Linked DNA regions of Rattus norvegicus: region 1 is linked to region 2. The links are chromatin contacts, called in public Hi-C maps. All regions are on one chromosome and are shown on one strand. The core of a region is the stretch at or near the end of the contact, and the rest is flanking DNA. Distances in the headings are between cores, read along the strand shown. Region 1 overlaps Slc9c2 (solute carrier family 9, member C2 (putative)). Region 2 holds the start of Cenpl (centromere protein L).

Evidence for each region. A called contact is a pair of places that touch in the nucleus more often than the background predicts.
Region 1: a contact with region 2 is called in a Hi-C map of the A7r5 cell line, with 2.5 times the contacts expected there. The contact joins the enhancer-like site here to the promoter of Cenpl in region 2. A contact is called at or near these places in 5 of 12 Hi-C or Micro-C datasets (the A7r5 cell line, frontal cortex, hepatocytes and 2 more).

The regions. Positions count from the first base shown.
Region 1 is chr13:76,008,314-76,011,576 of GRCr8, reverse strand. Slc9c2 (solute carrier family 9, member C2 (putative)) reads right to left here. Exons shown (of 29, transcript NM_001402392.1): 8 at 1,068-1,167. Among named protein-coding and RNA genes, the nearest start is that of Slc9c2, 25 kb to the right of the region's middle. Within about 2 kb of position 1,661, at least 2 of the 93 cell types and tissues checked have an H3K27ac peak or open chromatin away from gene starts, as enhancers often do. A contact at or near this core is called in the A7r5 cell line, where this site is marked.
Region 2 is chr13:75,868,447-75,872,026 of GRCr8, reverse strand. It overlaps Cenpl (centromere protein L), which reads right to left and starts at 1,424. Exons shown (of 5, transcript NM_001244761.1): 1 at 1,017-1,424. It overlaps Dars2 (aspartyl-tRNA synthetase 2 (mitochondrial)), which reads left to right and starts at 2,123. Exons shown (of 17, transcript NM_001034143.1): 1 at 2,123-2,353; 2 at 3,183-3,282. The coding sequence starts at 2,230.

The DNA of each region.
Region 1 (3,263 bases), core at 412-2,911, 140 kb before region 2:
CCAATGTTCTCCATCTGACCACTCTGGTTAGGCATGACCTCGTCTGCGTCCCTGCAATGCTGCACTGGCACAGTAGAGCAAGGGAAAGCAATAAATTTTTCTTGGATTGCTTCTGGGAAAATCTATGATGCTCTCTACATGCTGGCTTGCATGAGTCGGGGCCAGATCCTTCATCTACAGGCAGATCTCAAGCCCTGCCTCCTCTTCATTCCCTCCCTCTCTTGGGGCTTCCCCAAAACCTGTCTCCTCAAAAGACAGCCAAGTGCAGTTGCAACACTGATCTGTAAGCCATACAAACCAGTATTTCCAAGCTTCATTCACAAACACATTAAAGGAACAGGTTATAGGTGCAAATTTTGTTTCATTTTGCAAAACCAAAAAAAAAAAAAATGCCATCCTCCATCAACAGTATTTATCTTTTATGGGATAATTTAAAGTCTTAAAATAAAATAGGAAGGACGTCTTTTCAGAACAGCCTTTACACTGAATGAATTTCCATGGGAAAAGTCAGAGTGGAGGCTTATAGTTCACAGCTGCTTTCAATTGATATGAGGATTTCTTTGACAGATTTCAATTTAGTGTCTGTGATTTTGCATGGTTTCTGAGAGGAGGCCTAATCCATTCGTCTGAGAAGGCACTGTTCCACCACCTACCCCACCCCAACACCCACACCCACAACTACCCCTATCCCTACCCCTACCCCCACCCCCATCCACATGGCATCTTTTTAACACCAGGTGAGAAGGGTAGGTAAGAATTTCGCTAGTGATGCATCTCTGACTTCCTTCTTCCTTCACACATTACGATGGTGTCACCCAAGTGTGGATGTAAAGGGAAAAAACTGACAATCCATAGTATAAGTCTACCAGAGGGACGCACTATGGTCTCTGGACCACTGAGTCTTTCCCCAGAGTGACTGTCAGTAATGCTGATCACTGATGGCACATTAAAACCTTAAAGATGACGTATATAAATAACTAGAATTGTACTCGCCTCCTCAGAGACAAGGCTGGCTAAGTACTGAAATTCTTTGAAATCCATACTGGATACACATCGGGGAAACTCACTTAGTAATTATGAACTCCATCCTCGGTTTAAAGCTTAAAGAATCCAAATTCAGGCCTACTGTGACCAAAGCAACAATGCCCGACATTCCAAAATATTCCACTGGGGAGAGAAGAAAGTGAGTTAAAATTAAATGTAATTAAATCTGCACACTGGTGTGGTCTGAGTGAAGAATCAGTAGGAAAGTTGAAAGTAGCGATTCTTATTTAGAAAGATGCTTCAATACCGTGGCTCAGGGAATAGCAATGCTTCTTCTGAAATGAGCGATATAATAAATATCTAGCCTTTGTGAGCCATGGGGCCTTTGACAGCTACTCTGTCAGCTAGTATTCTGCAAGAAGCCAGAGATAATACGCAAACAAATGGCTAGCCAATAAAATACTTTAGACTTCATATAATCTTCATCTCCTCGAGGTATTATTCTTTTAGTCTGCTCTTTTCATAAAGCTGTTTTTAGCTAAGAGCAGATTTGACGCCGTTTGCCAATCCTACATCATTACTGAGGTTTGGGCGAGTGGGAAAAGGAATTATGCAGCCTCTGCTCAGCTCCTCTGGGTCATGGTGCAGCATGAGCCAGGAGCTGCTGACCATTCGAGCTCACTGCTTCCTGGAGCTTTTGCCCTCCCCTCCCTGACTAACGTGGCAATTCACTGGGCTCTAAATGTTGAAGCATAGTCTAGGGAGTATGTTCAAATGTGAAAACACTAAAGGTGCTGGGCTGCAGAGCCCAGGGTAACGGTAGACAGAAAGGAAGAGAAAGAACATCCAAGCAAGCAGTGGACGAGCTTTGAAACAGGGCCCAGCACTGCTTGTGGAATGTGACCTCCATTTTCTCCATGAATGTCCCCGAGTCTGCAAAGCAGGTGTTAAAGGAGGCGAATAGCATCTCAGGTACATTAAGTGAGATGATATATGACTCGGCACATTTGCGTGGCAGCGGATGGCCACTGCTGTGGCTACGGTATTGATTTTAACCCACTGGTTCTACTGCTTGGCGATGCTTGTTAACACTCGGGGAAGAAGATTTCATGATTCTTTTCATTTATCTAGTCACTTAACTTCACTTTGGACTCTACTTACCTAACAAATTTAAACAACCAAATCGAGTAAGACCAACAGTTCTGTAAATGTTTTGATAGGGGACAACCGTTGTCAAACTCTTACTTACAGTTTCTTTTATAATGAGTACATCCCAGTTCTTTTTTGTCACATATATCATTCATATATATATGTATATATATTCTTGATATATGTGTTCTTGATATATATATCATATATATTCTTGCTGGGTTTTAAACACATTTTTGTCAAATGTTTGTTTCAATGACTTGAGCCAAACTGACAGGACATTTTGGTTATAATGATAAATGAAAATAAGGAACTTGTATTGTTAATTACGGGACAACCCCATCCCCACTTGAAAACTGGTGTGTCTGGGCTGGGAGTCTTCTAATGTGCAAATGAGGCTAATATGCTTTCTGCAATCCTGTCTTGCCTCTTTACCCTCCGCTCTCTTTCATTCAGTCTGTTTAAGGGGGGCCCAAACATTGGCTGCAAACACCTCCATTCCTAGAAGAAAGAAGAATTGAACCAGCACCTGTGAACCACCCTGTCTTGAACCCAGTGGCGAGCTGGCAAATGCTTAAAAACAAATCTCTGGGACCGGGGAGAAAGTCTTGCTATGCATGGCATAAAGACACACACACACACCCTCTGGGAACAACTGTCACTCAGAAGGAAGTGGGAGGAGCTGTGTACATAAGGAGCTCTTGCCAGCCCCTGGGCTACCTGCAGCTCACAAGTTTAGCAAGTCTCATTGCTTCATTACGGCCTGCAGTGCCTTACACAAACGGGGTATTATTAGACCGTTTGTATAGAGGAAGAGACAAGCTTAGAGAGGCTGAGTATTTCCCAACGTCGCTGATTGATGGAGTATATCTAGATTTTGCCCACTCAAAAACACTTTGAGAAGGAATGTTGGTTCATTCGATCATCACGTATTAAATTACTGTCAGGCATTTGACAAACTCTAAGCTTGGCTGAAAGGAGGAAAACCAGGTAGAGTAAGTCGCTGACCGTGAGCGCCACTCTAGAGGCTCACAGTCTGATAGGGAGGTGAAAAGAATGAAGTAAGGCATCCACAAAACTTTCCCTAAGGAGAAAAGAAACACAGCTTAAGAAAATGAATGTTTTCCCTA
Region 2 (3,580 bases), core at 175-2,674:
CTGTCTTGTCCTTTCTCGTTGCTTTCTGCCTGCTTCCAGGACTTACAGAGAGACCTTCAGTGGGGCTCAGGAAAAGCTGCAGCTCCTTTGACTTGTGCCTGTGGAGGTCCCAGGCCAACTTTCTGGAAGGCTTCTTTATCTTTAGGGACACCTTGGCCTTCTCATCAGAGCAGTCTCGGGTTTGGTAGAAGAACTCCTAGTCGTTTTATTATTTTTGACTCTTTACATGTTCTTTTTGTCTGTAGCAGCCATGTAGGTCCACCCCACTTACCTGAACCCCTCTGTTAAAAATTGAACTTCCATCAATTGAACTTTACTTCAGAAAGCAGCATCTTCCTGCTGCCGCCACCTCTTCCCACTCTCCTCCCCACTTGTTTACTATTTAGATAGGAGTCTTCATCAGTTCTGTTTATACAGAATTTCCCTTAAAGTATGCTAACCGGGACAATAATTGCTAAGTATACATTACTTTCCAGGCGTGTTTGTCCGCACTTGACAAATATTAAGCCTTTGTTTGGGGGTGTTTTGTTTACATCGAGTGATAGTCTCTCTGTCTAGCCCAGGTTAGCCTAAAACTCACGGCAATCCTCTTGTCTCAACCTCTCTAGTGCTGGGACACATCTGATACTACTGTTCACGCCTCAAACGACCCCATTAAATAAGCTACTACGTTGCCAGCTGACTGGAGGGAAAGGTTCTAAGTATTTCTCAAGTCTGCACCTCCTTTGAATCTTATGCCTGCGGCAAACGATCCCTATCAGCAACTTTCTAGTATCCACAGAACTACATCTCTCGTCAAATTCTCTTGTACTCAGTTCCTAACACACAACTGAAACTCGGTAGTTTTCCTTGTGGTTAGTCCCTGAAGAAAGTCCCTGAGTTAATCACTGCAATATTGCCACAAAAGTCAGTCAACCCACTGCCCCCATACCAACGCTCACTGGAACGTTAACTTCCGTCTGTACCCATCTAAACACACAAAAGCATTGCAAAGACAACAGCACAAAACCTCTTACCAAAATTATGTCGTAATGACACTGTCGTCCATTCCGGATTCACGAATCATTCTTCAAGTTTGGCTCCAAGACCACGTCGAGACGAAAGGTTTTGGCTTTTTAAGAAGAAGAAAGAAAGCGGCCGAAATGACGGCTAAGAGAGAGCCGAAGCAATGCCAGGTGGGTTCAGAAGAGACATAAGGATCCCTGAAGGGAACCTAGCTTCCCTCGGGCGCGAGCAGCACCAGCAACTTCACCCTGGGAGAGACAGGTTCGCTTCCCAAGCAGCCCGGCTCTGCGACCTTCAGTCTTCGGAGGCTGGCGTCGGCCCACGAAAGACCGGGAGTCCCCAAGACCCTTCTCCGGAGCTCTCCTGAGACCATAAGTAGGCTTGAAACCTCCGTTCGCAAAGGCGCAACTCCACACTCGCCACGCCCTCCAGTTTAAAATCATTTCCCGACTTGCCCTGCGGCTGACCCGGAAAGCCTCTCCCGTAGCCCGCCGATTTCACGTAAATTAGCAACTGAAGTCGCCATTTTAACTGAGGGCAAGGCTTGGAGACTTTAACCTATAGCCTCAAATTCCCTATTGCGCCGCGTAGTTCTTCCGTTTTCCAACCGGTACGAAACTTTCTCGCAAACTTCCGCCCACAATAAACAAGGCGGAGGAACCCTCGCTCTGATTGGCCGAAATCCTTGCATAACTTTGGCGCTCGCAAGGCGTCAGAGGGACGGGCTTCTGGATGTGATTTGTGCCTGGGTTCGAACCTCAGAGTTCTTTGGATTTGCTCGCTTTCACCTTTCAGAAAAATTCAAGATGGGCCGCCAGGTTTGGGAGAGTTGAAACACGAGGCTGTACCTCCTTATGATTCTGCTTATGCCCCGGTCACCTTCGAGGAACGTGGGAATAAAGGGAGGACGTGCGCCTGGTGACTGGCCTTCCGGCTGGGGTCGCTCTGATGCTGGCGCTGCTGTTTGGGATCTTTTGGTATCTTCGGGGCGCAGCCTTGTTTAATTAAAGTGGGAACTGATGCACTGAAGGAAGGCTTGCCCTACCCACTCATCCACGGGATCTAGAGACCTTGCAGATCAATCTATTTGTAGATACTTGAACGTTGTGCGGAGGAGGGCCTGGATGCATTTGCGTGGGAAGTAGAATTTTAAGGGTTCCCTGGTATTCCAAAGCCGAGTTTTGAGCACCACCACACCTGCAGCGCGGATTCCGGGACTTCAACATGTATCTTGGTTCTTGGTTAAATCGTCTAGGCAGGGGTTTATCCAGACCCATCGGAAAGACCAAGCAGCCAATCTGGGGTTCTCTTTCCAGAAGTCTGACGTTGAGTTCACAGAGAGTTCCAGGTGAAGGCAGCTACAAGCTGTTTTTGACAGCTTGTTTTCCCCATCCTAACTGCATTTTAATAGCAAGTCATTCATTCTCTTGATTACTTATAATCAAGTTTTTCCCCCTCTTGATTATGAAAAAAGATAGATAGTCTGTTTAATGTACACTATTAATAGAAAAACTAAAATAATTTAAATAAAATCTTCCTGACATCCAAATGATTGTTATAAACTATATTTATATTGAAGCTAACTAATTACTGCACTGTCAAACAGGTAATTTCTAAAATTGTACTTCACTTAACAAAGCGGATAATTAACAATTTTATGTCCATTCAAGTGCTAGGTCATGTAAAAGGTTTATATTTCTAAACAGAATATAAAATTTTACTTTGGGGCAGTTATTTGCTTGGGCCTTGACACTTTTGCAGGTAAACACAATAGGGATATTTTATAATCTGGGCTGTTTCATAAACTTCACCAGGCCAGCAAGATGCCTCAATGGCTTCAGGCCTGAGTACCAGAGTTCACTCCCAAGACCCACATTGTGAATGGAGAACAGAATCCCACAAGTTGTCTTCTGATTTCCTGTGGGTACACACACATAAACGCACACATAATTTAAAATTTTTATTAACTTGGGTTGGGGATTTGGCTCAGTGGTAGAGCGCTTGCCTAGCAAGCACAAGGCCCTGGGTCCCCAGCTCTGAAAAAAAAGAAAAAAAAAATTTATTAACTTTACCCATTGACCCGAAACAGCTAATATTTTATGAATGAAAATTATTTTTAAAGAAACTACGAATATCCTTACGTTGACATTTAAATTGCTTTTTTCTTCTCTTTAAAGAATTCAGTAGCTTTGTTGCTCGGACCAACACATGTGGAGAACTTCGTTCTTCCCACTTAGGCCAAGAAGTCACTCTGTGTGGATGGATTCAGTACCGAAGGTAAACTGAAGAAAATAGTTTAGGAATACATGGAGGTTGTTTTCCCGAGTATTACTTGGAAAAGTTTTACTAGTTTTTATCCATTCAGAAAATTACATTTGCCACTTTTGTAGTTTCTCAAAAAAAAGTTCTGATAGTGTCATTCTCAATAAATACTAATATCATTGGTTAAAGAGTATAATGATAAAACCTGACCCACTGAAATAATCCTGACCTCACTTTAAAAAGCTCTTCTAACCAGTAAGTGGGAGTAGCTGAGAATTCTGTAAGCCAGCTGTGAAGCAGCAGTAGCATAGGA